Linked DNA regions of Anser cygnoides: region 2 is linked to region 1. A link is a contact called in public Hi-C data. All regions are on one chromosome and are shown on one strand. Each heading gives the region's core, a stretch centred on a gene start, on an enhancer-like site or on the middle of the called end of the contact. The rest is flanking DNA. Distances are from core to core; before and after follow the strand shown.

Region 1 (4,903 bases), core at 1,124-3,623:
TACATAAGAATTGCTGTAACAAGCAGGTATTCATACTGCTTTTCCAGTGACTTATGTCTCAGCAGATCAGCCCCATCAAATTCCCAGATGCTGCAACAGTTTTCCATTCACAATCCTTTTGGCTACATTTACTTTACTAATAGAAAAAATAATCTTACTACTAAATGTGCATCTACTTCTAAAAAGTTAACTTTTTTTTTTTTTTCCAGCTTTTACTTTATAAGAATGAATGTGGCTTTAGAAAGTTTAATGTCAGTACATACAGATATTTCTCTTGATAGTGACTTTAACACAGGCAGTTCTGCTTCAAAAATTCAAAAGTTCCAGATTTCCTTAGCCTGATATAGAATCATAGAATATCCTGAGTTGGAAGGGATCCACGAGGATATTAATGTTTCCTGTCTGTATTACAGATACTGAAATTGGTAGGAGATGTCTTCCTGTATTTGAGAAAATGTTTCTGATTAGAAGACCCATTGGAGTGGATAATGATGTAAAATCTCATTGCGCCAATGTCTGAACACCTGAGAGGGAAATAAGGTTTTCTATGCAAGTTACAAGAGCAAATAAGAAGAAGTGTGGAAATGTACTTTCAGTAACAGTAAATAGCCTGTCACTGTGGAACCTAACTACTGCTTTAATAGATTCAGGTTTAAATGGAATTTGCTGCTGTTCCACCTTGTTATGAACCAGCTATGGTATCAGAAGTATTAACTTAGTAAACTGCAGCTTTGGAGCAGAACTGAACTTCCTGTATAATATTCCACAGTACCATCAGCAAGTAACTGCTCCATTTGTTTATGATAAGGGGAATTTTGCTCTGCGATCATCTGACATAAAAATAAGAGTACTAACTCGTATTTCAAAACAGTATTATATGATATCAAGAGAAGAGTATCTGAATTAAAACTCTGTTTAATACACAGTACTAATGGATCTATCATTGGATTGGAGATAAGAAACATCAGTAATCCATTGGCAGTTTTGACATTATCTACTTGTATAACCTTGGGCTAGTAATTTTAAACATATTCTATCAAGATTTTCTGAGTCAGGAGATTCTGTAACTCAAGTATATAGTAGTATCTGTGGAGTGGTTTTGACCATGATAAGTAGGCTTTACCTGCTCAGGATGAGTAGGATGAAGGTAGATTACTACTGCAAGGTCAGGCACTTCTAAATTAGGATGCACCAGACTGATTATTGTCAACTTTACCATTATTAACCACTGGCTAAAATTCAGTAAACTTAAGAAGAATTGGGATGATGGACAGGTAGCCGTAACTAAAATGACTGTTCACAGCTGCTCTGAGGGAAGAAAAAAAAAAAAAAAGTCAGATACAGGAAAAGGATAAGTCCAGATTTAGGCTTGCTAGCAGATAGATATCCAATGAGTTGTGTTTGATGGTAGCGTAAATCCATTTTCTAAGAATCTTAGAAATGGATTTAATCTGTACTGATGTTTTGAAATGTTTGTTTATTTTACTAGTGAACCTGAAATAAAACATATAATTCCCTAACTTTGATTCATTGTGTATACAAAAAGATACAGGACACTTTATTTGGAAGTCATATGCTTTTCTCTGCAGTCCTTAATGGAGCAATTCAAATTCAAGGAAACATAAAGAGTTAATTTATTGATGTCAGCACAGCACCTGTAATGAGCTGCAGTGGTATCCTGACAGTAAACTGCTAGTACGTATTTCAAATGGATAGATTCAACATTGTCTTCCTGTCAGAGTGAAAGGAGGCGATGGTCAGCTCTTACTACCCCATTCAATGCAATTTAAAGCATTAATTTTAGAGAACCCATCACTATGGGAGAAAGTGTGGAGATATATTTGGGGAATGACATAGCGATTTTGTACTTTTTAAAATGAGATGCTGTTAGACTGAATTTCAGCTGCTGTTTATTGCCCTTGGAAGGCGTTCTGCACCAGAGTGGGTGGGGGGGGGGTGAGAAGAGAGAAGGGCAGTGTGAATGGCTCTGTCTGGATCTCTATAGGAAAGGCCAGACAACAAGTGGCTTAATAAAGTAATTGCTTTAATAAGACAGAATAAGAAGAGCAATGTAGATAGTGAATAAATCTTATCTTCTTTCAGATGCTGGACGCTCCATGTTTGTGCAGCATCAGACAGAGCCCTGATGGATTTTTCTGCAGTGTGCTGCACATAGCAGAGCAGATCTTGTCCGTGGAGAGAAGCTCTCCCTTTGGGCCGTTCAAGGTAATATATAATTTCATTATAAGAACACAACAACAAAAAGGAAGTTCTCATGGGGACTTCTTCCTGCACTTTTTGATAGCTGCAAGGCCACACAGGTGATGAAATCACTGAGTGGGAGCTGCCTGCAGGATCCTCCTGTACAGAAGGCTGACTGAGTTTATCCTGCAGCCAAGGACTCTGTGCAGCACAACGCATGTCTGAAAGTCGTGCTGTACAGAAGGGGGAAAAAAATTGGCCATACTTTTTCTAATTTGCACCCCTGTGAATGACACCACAGACAAATTAGCATGATATTTTTAAAAGAGTTTTGCTTGGAATGTGAAACTAAACCCAAAGGATTCTCATGTCTTTCAGTTTTTCTCCTGGCCTTCCAGTAAGCAAATTTGTAGTTAATTCACATATAAATGCACGTTTTCTCCCATTGCCTGTTTTTGATTTATTAGTATTTACTGTGTAAACTGTGTCTAAAACATTTTCCTGACTGAAAATTACCCAAACCTTTCAGATGCTGGAGAATGTGCATGGATCTATAAAAATAATGCATTTGCATTAAGCCATTTAGATCTGACAAGCTGTAGGATTTTCATGCAGTGTTTTGTATAGAGCTTTAATATTTGTTATTTCCAGATAAAAAGCTAGGACTTCTATCCATGCATTACAAATAATCTCTAATAAAAAATCAAGCATGAACTTTTGAAAAGATAGAACATTTAAAATTTTCTCTGTAGTATACCGATGTTGAAGGAATTAATTTTCCTGAAAAATTAAGTGAAAATGTAACGTGACATTTTAAAAGTCTATTAGCATGATGATGGGTTATCAAATAAAATCCCTGCAAATTTAGTGGTCAAGAATCCCCAGCCTGCTAGAGGATACAATATCCCTCCCCCGGTTTCCAGAGTTTGAAGGGAACTTTTCAATTCATACTATAGGAATGGAAGATCAGGTAGCTACCAGTGACAAAGTACATAATGAAACCTACAATAATGGGAAGATTGTTATTAAAAGGCAGACTTCTACTCCAGAAAAATACGGATTTGCTGTCAGGTTTAAAAAGAGGGCTGGTCACATAAAGGGACCAAATTCACTAAAACCATTTAGGGAGGGTGAAAATAACACCTCCTGTTGTTACCTCCAGGTCTTTTTGCATTGCAAAGGATTCACATTCAATGAGGGCATGAAGGGTTATTGACACCACCATTTATTTTGTCCTGAGAACACACCTGCACTCCTGTCAAGTCTGGTCCTCTCAGCACGTGCATCTTTGTTCACCTGTCTCCTCCTTCACACCTCCCCACAACATGGGCTTATGTCTCCCATATTTGCAGGGCTTGTTTTGCATCAACCCAATCTCCCTTTCAAGGGCAACTGTGGAGGAGAGGCCTATGAGGTCATGGGCTGAGGTCATGAAGTGGAGGAGAAGTAGAGACACTGTGCTGCTGTGAAGGAGCCGGTTACCAACAAGATCTAGGACGAAACATTGCCCTGTAAGTGGCACAATCTGCAACTCCAGGCCTCTGCTGTGGCTTTTCCCAGCACCAGAAGTGCCTCCCATCAGGTGAGAAGCTGAAGTGCTTCCTCTTGCACAGCAGAAAAAAAGAAATCTGAGAGGTCTGCATAGGCTCATCAGAAGAATGACTGAACCTAGTTTCTAGCATAAATTTGTTTAACAAAAGCAGTTATATATTCTACCAAAATGGGATCTCATTTTTGATGTCCACAGAATCTGAAAGGATTCATACTTGGTTTCTGGGCTGTGGCTGGAACCATCTCTTGTCTTTATGGATCTTCATTCTCATTTGTTGTTGTTGTTGTTTGGTTGTTTTTTTTTCCTACGAAATTCCCCCAGAGGTTATAGCTCTGTGATGTTATAGCTGGCAAACTTCAACATGGAAAACAAAGCTCAGTTTATAAATAAGTAGAGCTGTGAAGAGATTATAAAATGTATAATGCTGTTTTGTACTTATTTTTTTAATCGAATACAGTGTTTTATCTACTGACTAGTTTTCTTTGACCTATATTTATTATCTGTCACTTGCCTTAAAATGAGAAATGTAACTACTTTGATAAATGGATTTGAAGGGCTATTTAGTTCTATGCTAGCTTCTCTAAGTTACCATTACAAGCTTTGCTAAAACGTTACTTGATAACTTTCTGAAGGAATACTTTTTGGTGAGCTAAATTCAATGCTCTGGGTTCATAATAACTTTCTTGTTCTCACCGTATGGATAGACGGGAAAAGACCTGTGCGAGGAACTGTTGTAGTTTCCTCTGTGCAGATAATCATTGAAATAGTCCTGTACTCTCTTTACTGGCAAGTAGAGGTCACGCATTTAAAGGTCCTGCTTCACAATTTAAAAAAAAACACCCTGATTCATTTTTGTCTCAAATTTGAAGTGAACCATGACATATAGTTTTATCTTGAACTAAATTTCCTAGACCAAATCCAACCAAACAAAAAGCAATAACAACAACAAACTCACATGCTTGTAGATTTACTTACTGAATGATAGATAATATGTCAGGGTTTGAAAATGTAGTAATTCTTTTTACTTTGATGACCCATGTTCCTTTACACTGGATCATTCTTCAGAAGTACAATTTGTTGCATCTGATAATATAGAGTGATTCAATGAAGGTTTTTCAACCTCCATATTTATATTTGTTAGAGGAACAG
Region 2 (4,943 bases), core at 2,267-4,766, 180 kb before region 1:
TTTTCTGTACGTGTCATGGCCTGAAAGGTGCTTATGGGTGCCCCACACTTGCTATAAAAGTCATAGTGCTGGTATAAGTTTTGGAAAGGAAGAATAATTTAAAATTTTTTTCCCAGGTGTATTTTTTTCCAATCATTTTTTTTTTTTTTTTTGGTCACAATATACTAGAAAAGAAAATGTGTATATAATTTCCTGTAACTCTTATCTCCAAACAGTTTTGAGTCCTCGTGCTCCCTTTGATGTCTCTTGCTACCACACATGTAATGGTACTTTGACATTTCCAGTGTTGTGCTGATATCAACAAGGAAGATGCAAGATGAAACACAAGTATAATTCACTTAGCCATTCTGAACCCTATAAGACAGAAAACTACTATAATTGTCTGGTGAGTGAAAATATAAGTCAGCAGGCAACAAATTTAATATTCAGGTTTAAGAAGTAATCTTAGTCAATGGGTTGTAACAAAGTAAATACTACACTAAGACACTTGAATAGTGTCCTGTTAACTGAGTTTATTAGGTGTAGATGTTTTCTTAACGGTATTACAAACTTTTGTCCAGCTCTGGGTCAGGTTCACAGCTATGCTCTAACTTCTGTGGTCATTTGCTTATAAACAAAGTGAATCTAAAGCATCATCTGATGACTTTTCATATCACTTTGCAGTAAAGCAACACTACAAGGTGCAGAATAATAGTGCAGAGGAACACATGCTGTATAATAGCAGTTCTTGCAGCAATACTGTCAGTGAACTTCTGTTCCAAAACCCACATGATATTATTACAATTCCCTTGGTTATTAGAGTTTCCTTATTACATCCTGTGCCTCTGATTCCAGCAGGGAGTGAACATGAATAACAACATTAAGTGCAGTGAATCTCATGTTGCTTAAGAGAGGTTCTCAAGGGATATGAAGCATGCTACCATTACAGTGCCATATAAGCATATCACAGAGAATCTGTTCATGTCATCCTTTCAGAGACACTGGGGGAGATGAAACCCTTTTAAACACACATTTCTGTAAAAAAGTGTGCATTACTGTTCTCTGGAGAAGGCATGATTGTCATTCATTCCTTCTCAAGACAGAAGAGATGAAAAGCTACTATAAGAGCGCAGCTGAGATATACATTGAAGTTTCAAGCAGGAAAACTCATTCATACTGCAATGTATCATTTGTACTAGCATTTCCTTTCTGTGAATCCTGTTTTTTCCTTCCCAATAAAAACCTATAGCTTTAATTTTGAAAATTGCTATACAATTTCTAATCCTTTGCATTTCAATTTGATAAAGTAGTAGTATTCATAAATCCTCTGGTGCTAGAAGGAAGAATTAATCTTTAACAGGGTAGAGGAAGGAATGGAAATTGCTGCACCAGATTTATGTCTAGCTCTGTGGAAGCCACAGCTGCAGAATATTTAACATGTTGCAAATGCTGATAAGTTAAACATCACCATCTCTATAAGGTAGGAAACTTTTTTTTTTTTTTTTTAAATGTTTGACAACTGCAGAGACATGCACAGAGAGGAGTTGTAGCCAGTAGTGGATGCCATGTTTCGTCCTACATGTCTGTCATTGAGTCCTAGTTCCTCACTCACTTGAAAAGCTGTCCTCTAAACTCACATCCAATTTAAAGTCCATCCATGGATACTTGTTATTAAAAACTAAAACACTGGAAGTATTCATTTTAAACACCTCTCTCTAAAGAAAATTTTATTGGAAATGTTCTGTTTTCCACTTCCACCCAAACACTGTTGTAGAAAAAGAAGAGATACTGTGTCTCTGCCTTAAAATAGTGCTTCACCTGGTTCTTCAGCTCTGCCTGTGACATTACTCATGCTATCTCTGGTTGTTACTGTGATGACTGCTCAATGACTTGTATTTCACACTACTTCAAATTCGAGCCCTTTTTTCTAAGAGCATTTTTTGTTGTGTTTTGTTTGTTTGTTCTCAATCCTTGCCTTACTTTTTGACTACTGCAATCTTATCCAGCAAAACTGCCTACTGTACTCAGAGGTTTGTGAAAAAGAAAAAGAAAATGTACTTACACTGCTGGTGTATAACAGTGGCAGAGGAAGCAGCAGAAGTGGAATGAAAACCACGAGTAAGAGATTTCTGGATCGGAGAATCTCCTTTACCATTGCCATATTCCTTTAATTCCCAGTGGCTTTCTTCTCCTTGGGTTTCTTCTTGGGTTCCTCAGATAGTCCAGTTTCCACTCCACATTTTCCTTCACCTTTGCCTGGATTTCCCTGAAAGGGCTCTCTCTGCCTCGTTTCCTATTTCCACCAAATCAATTCAAACAGCTTTCTTAATTTGCTTATTATTCTTGCTGTTGTTTTGAAAAGAAACCCTAATGATTTTTCTATTAAAAAGGCATTCAGTTTATGTAGGGCTCATCAGCACATCCAAATGATTATCACAACATAGCAGGCAGAGTTTTGTAAATTGGAGCATAATGGTCTTTTGACATTTTTTCTTCTAATTCAGAATCACAGATATAGCTGTATTTCATCCTTACCCACGTGTTTTGAAAGTTTTTTTTTTCTTTTATCATCTGATTTCCAGCAATGTAACTCCTATTTCATAGACTGGATGAGATATCTTTTGGGATGCTTCTTTTTCTCCTGTTAATTAGTCTGAATGTCTCAAACATATGTTTCTGTTCTGCTGGAAAATAATTAATTGTATTTTTTTCTTAAAAAACACAAACAAACACAAACACACACAAACAAACAAACATACATACAAACAAACAAAAACCAACTAACTCCAACTCCTTATATCTTCTCTGTTCAGATTTTGTCTCTGCTATAATTTTGGCTTCTACTTTGAATCTACCTTTAGCCCACTTTTGCCCCGAGCTTGGAATTCACAGGGTAGCAATTCCAACACAGATTATACTTGGTCTCAAGATTAAAAAAAAAAAAAAAATCTTAAAAGGGTTTGTTCTTTTTTTTTTTTTTCCCCACCCCTTTAATTCGCCAATGAGGACTGCAGAATACTGTATTTGCTCCACCCATTATCCAAAACGCAGTCACAAATTTTGAGAAAATCAGCAGACTCCTCTTTCTGACACATACACAAATGTTGAAAAAGATTTTTTTATTTTTTTTTCAATTGATGAACGGTTTGTTATTGTTTCAAGGTTCCAGTACTGATAAACAAATAATCATTGTTTTCTGGACAGTACCTTTTGTCTTTCATGGTTTTTTCATCTTGACCCTTGAATGCCTCTTATTCATAAAGCATGGACATTGATTCATGTGCCTTCAGTAACACTAGGATCCCGATTCAAACTCAGAATTTTTAGGCTCTCTACTCTGGTCTTTTGGAGGAACATTTCTACTGCTCTTCAGTGGTTTCTTTGTGGAAGAGAAAGTACTGCAGAATTATGAGTGAATACATTGACCCAGGTACAACCTGCAGACATCCATTTGCCCTGGATCTCACTAGAAGTTATGCACCTGGGGTTTTCCATGCTCCCAAACTTATTCAGCTTGCCTATTGTCCCCCCACACTCTGCTAATCAGACAAAAGATGAGCTCCCCCAGCTGAGCTGGGATACTACTGTGACATTGAGTTCTGGAGGACTGGAAAAGGCAGACCTGTGCCAGATGAGACTGCCTCAGTGTATGAGTCTGATGTGCAGCTTGAATTCTTCCTAAAATTCATAACTGTATCTGAGACTATGTAATGTTTCTATGCCTTGAAACTAATGTCAAGCAACAGCACCTTGAGAGCCTTCAGGCAAGTTTAGCAATTAGATCTGGAAGCAAAAATTTAATTCATGTGAAGATTTTGGGTTGTACAATCCAGCCAGGGAATTTATGTCTCTTTTTGGCAGTTGGTTTACAAAAATATATAAACCAAACCAAACCAAAACAAACAAACAAACAAACAAAAACAAGACAAAACCCAAAAGAATTATTAAAATACTCAAAATTTATTATCATTATTATAAATTTAAAATGTGTTATTTCACTTTTTCAAGATCTGGAAGGTCAAAGGCTGGATAAAATTTTATATTAGAGACAATGACTTTTTACTCCATGAAAGAAGGACCATCTGTAAACATGACTCAGTCTGAAGAAATGAGAAGAAAGCTGAGCTAGGGATAGCCAACAATCTTCTATCTATCTTTCTCTTTTAGGAGCAGACAACCTGCACATGCATCTTAAGCAATACTAAGGGAGGGAAGCTGCCCTAAACTCAGAGATCTGCCCTGAGGCAGAGTGTTCCTTCCCACAAGAACTCTGGAAAAAGGAGACACCCTTGTTCCCATTTATTACCTCATCCTGCTCCTTAGAGGGAAGAGCTATGCCCTCTTCTCTCCTGTACTGTTGATTGCACAGTTTCACAGACTGAAATAACCTGTTTTCCTTTCTGCCAGTCATTAAATAGCAAATCTGCTGCTGAAATCAATACAATGGATAAACAGTTAGTTTTATGCAAAATATCTTTATTATTACATTAACGTTTTTCTGTTAAATTAACTTGGGCAGTCCAAGCACATTCCTGAGGAATAAATCTCTTTTCCTACACTACGCAGAGTAATGCAAGGGCTGAAACAAACTCAGAAATATTTTATTTTCTGTTCAGGAGATAAAGGTTTCAACTACCAATTTGCAAGGTATGTACACCATAGGGGATGATTACCCATCTTTCATAACTATCTCTAATTCTTTTCCAAAGAGCCTATGATACTTACTGATGGTTAAACCCTCACTGCTTTACAGTTCTGTTGTGGGATGAGGAGGGTAGCTGGGAAGTATTTCTGTGGATGATCACTGCCAGCAACTAATACTTGCTGCGGTGCTCTTTTCTGTTCTTTGCATATTTGGAGTCACTGGCTGTGAGGGATTTAAGAGTTGCTGTTCCAGGCTCTTCCAGCAAGCAGTGATTCAGGGAGCCAAGAATCAGTAGAGCTCGAAAGGCAGGAATGTCTGG

The links. Hi-C and Micro-C count contacts between places; a contact is called where the count stands out from the background.
Region 2: a contact with region 1 is called in a Hi-C map of liver, with 1.7 times the contacts expected there. The contact joins the promoter of SLC13A4 here to the enhancer-like site in region 1. A contact is called at or near these places in 2 of 7 Hi-C or Micro-C datasets (granulosa cells and liver).

What each region holds. Positions count from the first base shown.
Region 1 is chr1:63,251,716-63,256,618 of Taihu_goose_T2T_genome, reverse strand. No RefSeq gene overlaps it. Among named protein-coding and RNA genes, the nearest start is that of MTPN, 15 kb to the left of the region's middle. Within about 2 kb of position 2,373, at least 1 of the 3 cell types and tissues checked has open chromatin away from gene starts, as enhancers often do.
Region 2 is chr1:63,430,189-63,435,131 of Taihu_goose_T2T_genome, reverse strand. SLC13A4 (solute carrier family 13 member 4) reads right to left here and starts at 3,516. Exons shown (of 16, transcript XM_013173074.3): 1 at 2,042-3,516. The coding sequence starts at 2,140. It overlaps FAM180A (family with sequence similarity 180 member A), which reads right to left. Exons shown (of 3, transcript XM_013173073.3): 3 at 3,617-4,943. The region is part of intron 1 of LOC136790966 (a long non-coding RNA gene); the gene reads left to right.